Regions from separate parts of the Anas platyrhynchos genome. Here all the other regions are linked to region 3. A link is a contact called in public Hi-C data. All regions are on one chromosome and are shown on one strand. Each heading gives the region's core, a stretch centred on a gene start, on an enhancer-like site or on the middle of the called end of the contact. The rest is flanking DNA. Distances are from core to core; before and after follow the strand shown. Region 1 has its middle 77 kb from the start of GATA6. Region 2 has its middle 66 kb from the start of GATA6. Region 3 holds the start of GATA6 (GATA binding protein 6).

What was found. Hi-C and Micro-C count contacts between places; a contact is called where the count stands out from the background.
Region 1: a Hi-C map of F1 follicle shows a contact between it and region 3, with 5 times the contacts expected there. The contact joins the enhancer-like site here to the promoter of GATA6 in region 3. A contact is called at or near these places in 5 of 8 Hi-C or Micro-C datasets (F1 follicle, F5 follicle, liver and 2 more).
Region 2: a Hi-C map of small yellow follicle shows a contact between it and region 3, with 3 times the contacts expected there. The contact joins the enhancer-like site here to the promoter of GATA6 in region 3. A contact is called at or near these places in 2 of 8 Hi-C or Micro-C datasets (F5 follicle and small yellow follicle).

The regions. Positions count from the first base shown.
Region 1 is chr2:54,534,321-54,537,402 of IASCAAS_PekinDuck_T2T, forward strand. No RefSeq gene overlaps it. Among named protein-coding and RNA genes, the nearest start is that of GATA6, 77 kb to the right of the region's middle. Within about 2 kb of position 1,696, at least 4 of the 8 cell types and tissues checked have an H3K27ac peak or open chromatin away from gene starts, as enhancers often do. A contact at or near this core is called in F1 follicle and small yellow follicle, where this site is marked.
Region 2 is chr2:54,676,875-54,679,892 of IASCAAS_PekinDuck_T2T, forward strand. No RefSeq gene overlaps it. Among named protein-coding and RNA genes, the nearest start is that of GATA6, 66 kb to the left of the region's middle. Within about 2 kb of position 1,262, at least 5 of the 8 cell types and tissues checked have an H3K27ac peak or open chromatin away from gene starts, as enhancers often do. A contact at or near this core is called in F5 follicle and small yellow follicle, where this site is marked.
Region 3 is chr2:54,611,153-54,614,121 of IASCAAS_PekinDuck_T2T, forward strand. It overlaps GATA6 (GATA binding protein 6), which reads left to right and starts at 1,698. Exons shown (of 7, transcript XM_027451957.3): 1 at 1,698-1,850. It overlaps LOC101798838 (a long non-coding RNA gene), which reads right to left and starts at 1,465. Exons shown (of 3, transcript XR_011807594.1): 1 at 1,157-1,465.

The sequences.
Region 1 (3,082 bases), core at 446-2,945, 77 kb before region 3:
CTGCTGAGCACCGCTGCCAAGACTAGAGCAAGCCAAGGGAGAGTGATCCTTTTGTCAGGGACAGAAATGTGGTCTGACACAACTTGCTTATCAGAGGGAAAGATTTTTCACTTCAGGAGGAAGTTTGGCTGGGAATGCATTGGATAACATTTCTCATTTTTTCAGGTCTGCGGGAAGTCCTGTATAAATGAATTTTCCATTAGCATAATAGCTGTGTTACTGTCCCTCCTCTCTAGAGAATGTGGATGTGGGAAATAACGTAAAGAAGACTAAAATGCTCTTAATCTATGCGAGTCAGCAAACACACCTTGCATGTTCACAGCCAGGAGCCATTTGCCCTTGGCTCATGCCAGAATAGGCAAAAGCGGTTCTCTTTTTTTTTTTTTTCCTCCTAATTTTTCATTCCAGGAATTTCTGAAGTTTCCAAGCCATCGGGCTCTAGTTAAATTAAAACCTGGTCTTCCTTTTGGTGAATACTTTGTGTAATTGGCAGTATTTGTGTGGGTTCCGGCCTCATCTTGGATCACTTTGTTTAAACGTTGGGAGCCTACATGTATTACAGAGAACCTGCATTAATGAAGTTGAAGAGATGTGTCTTCTAATTGCAGCCATGAGACTGGGATTTGTTAGATATGATTTTTGAGAGTTTTCTGGGAGTCTTCACCCAAGCCACTTAATTTGTGTTTCCTCTCATTCCTGTATGTAAAATGAGGAAAAAATAATACTTGATGGTACTAGAAGAGATCAGCTAGTGTATGCAAAAAAGCCTAGAAATAAATAAATGAGCTCCTGAGCAGCTAACATGCCTCCCCTGCCAGCTCCTTGCATGGTGGTATACCAGCTGTGTAGTGGTGTCAGACCTTTTTCTGGTGGAAAACTAAAACCCAGCTCTAGTGCTAGCTCACAGGCCTGCCAAAGACCAAACAGGCACAAAATGGACTATTGTCTTCCACCTCCCAAGCAGTGGGAATTATTAACTTATTAATTAACTAGTAATCACATACAAATATATATTTTATTATAGTTAACAAGTAACAGTCGTTATGTTTTAAAGCACCTGGTGGAAGAAATCCGCGTTGGATAAAGGAAGGGTGACGAAGTGCCAGCTCTGGACGTCCTTGGGTTTCGGCCTCGTGGTGCTGCGGTGTTGGGTGAGCTGCCAGAGGGTGTCACTGCACGCGTTACGGAGAGGGAAGGACGAGGTGGGGAAAGGGAATAAAAGTTCAAGTGTAAATTTCAGTTTCATTGTTAAGCTAGAGATAAATACAGAAACATCGATGAATCAAATCCTCGCTTTCCTGGAGAGTACAAGCATTTCCTGGAGATGCTTAATTATATTGAAATGCTTAATTATATTTATTTATTTATATGTTTGTTTTTTTTTTTTTTGTTTTTTTTTTTTTTCAAATAAATATCCCAGCTGTTCAGGACCAGATCCTCTGATATAAAAAGTCGCATTACTGCTGACTTCCATACCCATTCTGTCCCTGAGTTGTTTCCTAATGCTGAATGTTGTACACAGCGTGAATAACGCTGGTTTAAAAAAAAAGAGAGAGAGAAAAGAAAAGAAAACCAGAGCAGGCTTTCCTCAAACCCTTCAAAACCTCCTGTATGAAACTCTTGGTGTTTGCAGACCTCAGTGCCGAAGGTCGCTCTGGCTGAGGGCGCCCATCTTCCCCTGCCAACTCGCCGGCCCCACGGGCAGGCTGGCTGTGGAGTTGGGCCCTCGCAGGCCTCTGCCACCAGAAGATGCCCGTGTACACGCTCAGCCAGCCCAAAATACACCAACCTTGCCGGCTCTGGGCTGTTTACGTGATGTACATTACTACCTCGCGGTGCCTGCACTTTTGGAGAGGCCTCTTCCCCGCAGCCCGTTGCCAAGGCCCGCGCTGTCTCCGTGCGTGTTATCGCGAGGATGACAGTTTAAACAGGGCTTATCGCTGTGTATTCAATCAAGGTTTATGAGGGCTGATAAAGATGTCACCTAGTTGCTTTGTGTGTTCATTAAAACACTATTCCTCGGTAGGACTTTGCTGTATTATGTTGTTTTGTGTTTTTTTTTTTTTTTTTTTTCCTTTTCTTCACCGATTTTAGCTACCTTCTGAGGAGAGGTGTATGTGTACGAAGGGGAGGTGCCGGGCTTGCTTTAGCACCAATATTTCTGCAGGGAAGAATTAAGAAAAAAAAAGTAATTTGGTTGACCCAACCCTATCTGCATTTAATATCTCGTGTTATCAGAATTGCTTATTTAATAATTCAGTACACTTTTCCTAGGTTTAGCTTGCCCGTGGCAGTAAAGTGATATGTGTGTGCTTTATCTCCTGTGCTGTGCTGTGGCTGCAGCTCGGGGGGGGGGGTGCTGCTTGTCCCCAGGGATGCTCGGACGTTCCTCACCGCTCACTGCACGCAGATCCACTCCTCTCTTCTCCTGATGCATGGGAACGGTGTACTTGCGACACAGAAACGTAAACCTGCTTGGTGAATTGCTTCAGTTGCAAGTCAAAGCCTGAGGAATGATTGCTAGAAACAAATAGATACTTATATAAAATGTATTGATAATTTTCACGTTATCCGGATATGATGAACAGTAATAGAAAATGGACAAAATATATTTTATTTTCTTGTGTTCTAAGCTTTGTTTCTTTTCCCTTCTTTCCTTATTTTTTTTTCCTTGATCCATATCCTTTTCCCAGCTATAGTTTAGAAGCACACTGGCCTAATTGTATCTGGTAACACTTCCAGAGTTCTGCCGATCTTCAGAAAATCTCATTTTTACAGTAAGCAGAAGTTGTTCTGTTGCATTTTTTGTTGTTTGAGTAAAATTTGTTGTAAAACAAAGCAGATACACAAAACCATAATGAAAAATGATTAGTTGCAGCTGTTTGCTGTGTTATATAAGAAGGGAATGTCTAAGGGATCTATTGGCTAAAAAAAAAAAAAAAAAAAGTTGAAAATATCTAACAGACTCAGGACCCTAGCTCAGTCAGAAATCAGTTGAAATTAAGCCTGCGTGTTTAAGCTTTTTTTTTTTTTTTTTTTTTTTTTAAATGGGAAGAAACTGAATATCCAGTTGATTCCTTAG
Region 2 (3,018 bases), core at 12-2,511, 65 kb after region 3:
ACAATTCCTAGGATACTTATCTTGATGCAATTTTTGTGCCTCTGAGCAAAAAATAGAAGCAATTAGACCTGAACTGAAGGTGTAATCAGCTAGGAAAACAGCTGAAGATTTATAATAAATTCTACCGCAAATGCAAAATTTCCAGTGTGAAAGAGAAGATCCTTTCAAGTCAGGATCTTCAGAAATCACCTTCAGATGGAGCTGGGCTGTTTCATATGATTTGGCTCGGTTTTGTGCTGGGCTGAGGAATCAGAAAAAATGTGCTTTAAAATCATCCCAAGTTAGTGAAACAAATTACCAACAGCACAGGCGATTAGTCACTGGAACGCTTTACTCTGGGAAATGGTGAATACTCCAATGCTTGATGCCATCAGATCAAGACTGGACATCTTTCAGGAAGGTCTTGTGTCAGGCAGGAGAAGTTATTGAGCTCGTCTTGTGATTATTTTTACATCAGAAGTGGGAATGGCTGACGAGGAACCTGAAAACATGACAAAAATCTGTGAAAGCAGGTTAGTGGGGTTCCTTATTTGATCTCCCAGTGTAGCAGTCAAAAAGAGTCTGTGCTCAGAAATGAATTGAGTGTTGTCTGAAGAGAGGCTGAGTCAGTACAGCTATCAGCTCCCTCTCAGCGCTGCATCGGCTCTGCAGTGCTGACAGCAGTAAAAACTTGTTTATTGATTGTCAATGAAGTATGACTTGAATATGCACAGTCTTCAAACAGAAGAGGAAAAAGATGATTTTACATCATCATCGGTCTGGCTATCACTGCACATAGCTGCACTGGGCTGATCCAGTTACATTTTCTGTTGTTAAAGTTTGCGGGTTTTTTTGTTTTGTTTTGTTGTTTTCAGGAAAATTACTCCCATATTAGAAGAATTAACTAGTATCCTGGAAAAGAAAATGTTGACTCAGATAAGGAAAATGACTGCTGGAAGCACAACAGAAAGTGAATTCTGCCTTTCATTTAACTCTTTAATTTCTATGTACCCATGGGAATTTTGCAAAAGATGGGAAGCAAAGACATGCACAAAATGTAGAAACTGAAAAAAATATGAAAAGAGAAAACAGAAACAGTGTGTGTCATTGAAAAATACCTTGATTTTTTGGAAGAAACAAATATTTTACTTCCCCTTCTCCGCAGGCATTATTCTGTAAAAACAATACAAAACATTTCAGCCTGTTCTAGTGATGACTTTGTAGGACTGACCCCCATGCAGAAAGCCAAAGCAATGTCTGTGACTCAGATAAGACACAACAAGCCCTATTTTGAAGACATCCTTTTGCAAAGGCTTGAATTCCACTCTTTAAATACATGGAGGCAGCCCTGTCTAAGATGACGCAGACACGATAGTGCCATCTAAGCAGCAATGCTGTGGCTGAAGATGTTTTCAGCCCCAGCTCCTATTCTGGGGTACTTATCATAGGTTTGCTTTGGGACCCACTGTGCTGGGTGTAGTGCAAACCATACCAATGAAGCAAAGTTTGCTTGCAGTTTTTAATGACCCTCATGCTTACAAGGAGAAAAGTTTGGAAAGTATGGAAAAATGACATTGGGTTTCTGTGCTCTTTTCTGTAAGAGCAGGGCAGTCAGTATTCAATGACAGAATAAAAAGCCACAGAGTCAGAAAATAGGTTACACATGGATTTTGGTTTGGCTGCTGCAAATCCAAAAACGTATTTTAGAAATTTCAGAATTCTCTCACACTCAGAGATTCATGCTGATAAATGGGCTTGGCACACAGCAAGTAATGCGATTTAGGGTCACACCTCTGCTACCAGACCTCCAAGCATGTCAGCGATCAAACACGGACCCATTCATTTCTCTATTTCCATGTGCATCCATTTAAACCAGAACATGCTTTACACCCCTGTGAGGGTATGGTAGCTCTTCCACCAACTTTGTGCTTTCTTTGCAATGACAGAAATGGCTCAGCAAAGTGCAGAATGACAAATAATTGGATCCCCATAGGATAAGTCCAGGTTACATGTGCAAGACAGAACCCAGGGCTCTGCCCCACTGAAAGAAGGGGCCAAAAGCACAGGAGTTGGACGGGTAGCCTGACTTCAGGGAGAGGAACTCAAGATTTGCACCAAAAATACTCAGAGCAATACACAGCTATTGAAGCAGGCCGAATTCCCAGGGATGCTTGGCATGTATACCCACTCCATATGAGATTTTATGTTGGTGGTGGTTCTTAGAAGGTCTCAGTCTAGCCTTGTTTCTCAGTTTTACAGCACATTGTGAAAGCCCACAGGATTACCCCATGCTATTCAAATTGCATATTTTCTCCATCATGGCAGAAAATTCTGCCATCATCTCTGTCCAGAAGAGCATTACCAGTTAGGTGGCTGCCTGAAGATGGTGACAGGGTTTGTCTGATCTTCCATTCTTGCCTCAGGTGATTCTGCATGCTCAAAGGGAGAGCTGTGGATGACCTACACTTTCAGAGACCATGTTCATGCATGGTTTTTTTTGTTTGTTGGTTTTTTGTTTTGAGACGTTGTACGCCTGCCTGGAGTCTGAAAACTTAAAATGTAGGGCTGCCCAAATTTCCATAATTTCATAGATGGAAAACACATTTCAGATCTCAAGTGGAAGCTAATACAATAATGAAGCTCTCAGGACCAAGTTAACACACAGCTTGTACACATACTGTTATGGCAGCATTCTTTACAAAGCGTTTACAACTGCAACTATATTTTAAAGTAAGATGGGAATTGTATAACTGGCTCAGTCTCTCATCCCCATCATTGAAAATGTGTGTGCAAATCCCAACACACTCAAAGGATGTTGCATGAGAATTACAAAAATGGTTTAAAGAGTTGTAGAGAGCAAGGCCAGGGTGCTGCTTGCTGTTAGCACTCTCGTAAATTCATTTTTCTCTTTTCATTTTTTTTTCAGTATTTCTCCTCCCACACCTTTGCCCTCTCTGCCTTTCTGAACTTTCACAGATATTTAAACATTGGCTTTGGTACTGAAACTGGGCCCTGATCTTATGTGAAAAACAAGGAAAA
Region 3 (2,969 bases), core at 448-2,947:
CCCTCGGCCCCAAAACCCCGCAGCCCATCGCGCATCCCGCCCTGGTGCCACCGCCCCGCCGTGTGCCCCGGGCTGAAAAATGACGTCACGCGGGGATTTGGGAAGGCGGTGACGTCACCAAGAGGGAGCAGCCGAGGGCTGGACCCGGGGGCAGAGCTGAAAGGAGAAGGAGCGAGGGTGGAGGGGCAAGGGGTGCGTGGGGGCGGTTTGCCACGCTGGTCCCAGTCCGGCTGGGCTTGCTAAATGGGAAAATGAAGGAATTGCAATTAATATTAATTAATAAAGCGCAGTTACGGGGCGCGGCGGCAGCCTGGCTGGGATGAAGAGGCGTTTGCATCCTTCCCCCGCTCCTGGAGCGTATTTTTTAATTTATTTTTTTTAAGTGAAAACACGTAAAAAAAAAAAATTAAAATTAAATAAAGTGGCAAATTCGTGTCGGCAGAAAAGGCGGGGAATTTCGAGACGACGAAGCGTTTTCTGTTGAAAATGACCCCCACGAAAGAGCGTCTAAAAGTCAAAAAGGTTAAAAAGAAAAGAAAAATCCCTCCAATCTCTGCCTTTTTTTATCAGGCAGGGCGACCCGAGGAGCGCTGTTCATTAGCCAGAAGTTCATTAGCCCGCCTTTAACCCCACAGGGAACCGGCTCCCCAGGCACCCGCTCGTCCCTCCCCGACCCCTGCCGCGACATCCCCGCAATCACGGCGCGCGATAAAGCCTCGCTGTCGCGACACGTCCCCCCCCTCCCAGGCGCCGGCGGAGCAGCTGGCTGCCCCGTGCCACATCCCCCAGCCTCTGTCGTCGCCTGCCCCAGGTCACCTTTGCCTTGCGACCCCCCAGGAGAAGCGGGGCCCGGGCCCCGGGCTGGATGCGGCCCCGGCGAGCCCGGGCTGAGCTCTGCTGGCAGCCCTGGCCGCGGATGCGTCTTTCTGGAGGGACTGATGATGACAGATACCCAGCTGATAACCTCTGGCGAACCGAGTTATTTTAATTTCCAGTCACTTTCCTGCTAAGTGCCGTATCGGTTTGTACACAGCTGAGATAAGAGGATAGGGCTGGGGAGGGGGGAGGAGGGGGGGGGGGAAGGGTTAAAGGGAGAGGTTTTGGGGGGGGGGAGAAAAAGGGAAGAATGAGAAAGAAACAGCGGAAAAATGCCTACCGCCTGCTGCTGGCTTGGCCACATCCTACGGCCGGCTTTGGCTTCACCTGATGGCTGGGGCAGCTCAAGGAGGAGCCACGGTTTTTTCCTCTCGGATGGCTCTGCTTATAAGAACCGGCAGATTTGGGGTCGTTCACCTGATCCCTTACAGCGGGAGCCAAGGGCACATCCTCCGGGGCACAAAAAAATCCCTAAGAAAACGTGAACGTTCCCCCTAAACGGGGGAGGGAGGAGAGGGGGGGGGAGGCATTCACTGTGCTTTAAAATCATCATCATCATTTCTACGAGCCCCCTCCGCTCACCCCTGGGCAGGGGGCCGCTGCCCCCTCCCATCCCATCCCATCCCATCCCCGCGGTGCCCCCCCCGTGTCCCTGTATCCGTGTCCCCGTCCCCCCCCCCCTCGACGGGGCGGCCTCCAGGGCGCCCGCCCCCTCCGTGGCCGAGCCTCGGGCCGGTTTCGCCGCCGGGCCTGGCACCCCCGCGGAGCTCCGTGTTTGTTTTAGGGCCGGCCGAGCCCAATCAGCGGCTGCTGCCTGCACTTTTCCGGCAGGGCTGCGAGAGGCGCCTCCTCCTCTCTCCTTTTTATACATCCAGCCGCCCGCCGCCGCCGCCGGACTCGCCGCCGCCGCTCGCCCCCCTCGCCACCGGATTTACCTCCCCGGGACCCGGCCCCATGAGGGCCACCGGCTGCAGGTTTGCCCCGGCCCTTTTTCTCTTATCCCCGAGCTTCCCCGGCCCCATCTCCCCCCCGCCCCGCACAGCCCACCCCGGGGCCGGCCGCCGAGGGGAGCCGAGCCGCTCCCGGCCCGGGGGAGCCCCGGGGAAGCCCGGTGGGCAAACATCCGATGCCGGTGGCTGCAGCCCTTATCTGGCCGGCCCTTATCTATCCGCCCGTTATCTCGCAGGGGGATAGGGAGAGGCGTCCCTGGCTGCCGGGGGGTGGGTGGCGTGGGGCCGGGCGCGCTGCGCGGGTCGGGGGGCGGTTATCTCGGTGGGCTGAGGGAGGGGACCCCCACCGGAGGCTTTGCTCGCTGTCACCCCTCGGAGTCCCCTTTCCCTTTCTGCTCTTTCCCCCCGAAACGCAGCGGGTGCCCGCCTGCCTGCCTGCCCGTGCCCCGGCGGTCCCGGGATGCCAGCGGTGCCCGGCTGGCGGCGGGACGGTGCCGACCCCAAAAGGACCTGCTGGGGGTCGGGGCCGTCCCGCTGCCACCGGCTCCTGCCCCATGCACAGCACCCCCAGCCCCGACCCCATCACAGCGCACACGTCGGGGCCCGGCCCCTGCGCATCCCCCGGCTCCCGGGTGCCTTCCCTCCTCCTCCTCCTCCTCCTCCTCCTCCTTTCCGTGACCTTGGGCTGGAGACGAGCAAAAGAGCGGGGCTCCCGGCGGAGAAGCTCCCGTCTCCCCCCGGAGAAGCACCCTTCCAGGGATCGCCCTGCTAATTGTTTTCTCGGTGGAACCGAGTCAAATGACTCATTCATTGAGGCAGCGCTAACAACAACAAGGGCAGCGGCGGCGGCCAAGCCAGGGGACACGTCCCTCTGCCCCCCCTCGTCCCCACACCCTCCCCAGAGCCCGGTGGGGACGAGGGGGGCAGCGGTGGGGCGGTGTGAGCCACGGGGCGCTCCGAGGGTCCCCGCTGAGCCTGGTTGCGGGCGGGAGAGCGGCTGTCCCGCTCGCTAACTTTGTTGTTATTATTTCTCTCTCCCCCCCCCTCCCTCTCTCCCTCCTCTTTTGTGCCCTCCCTCCCCGCCCTGCCCTGCGGACCCCCCTCCCCTCCCTCCTTCCCTCCCTCCCTCCCTCCTCCCCCTGC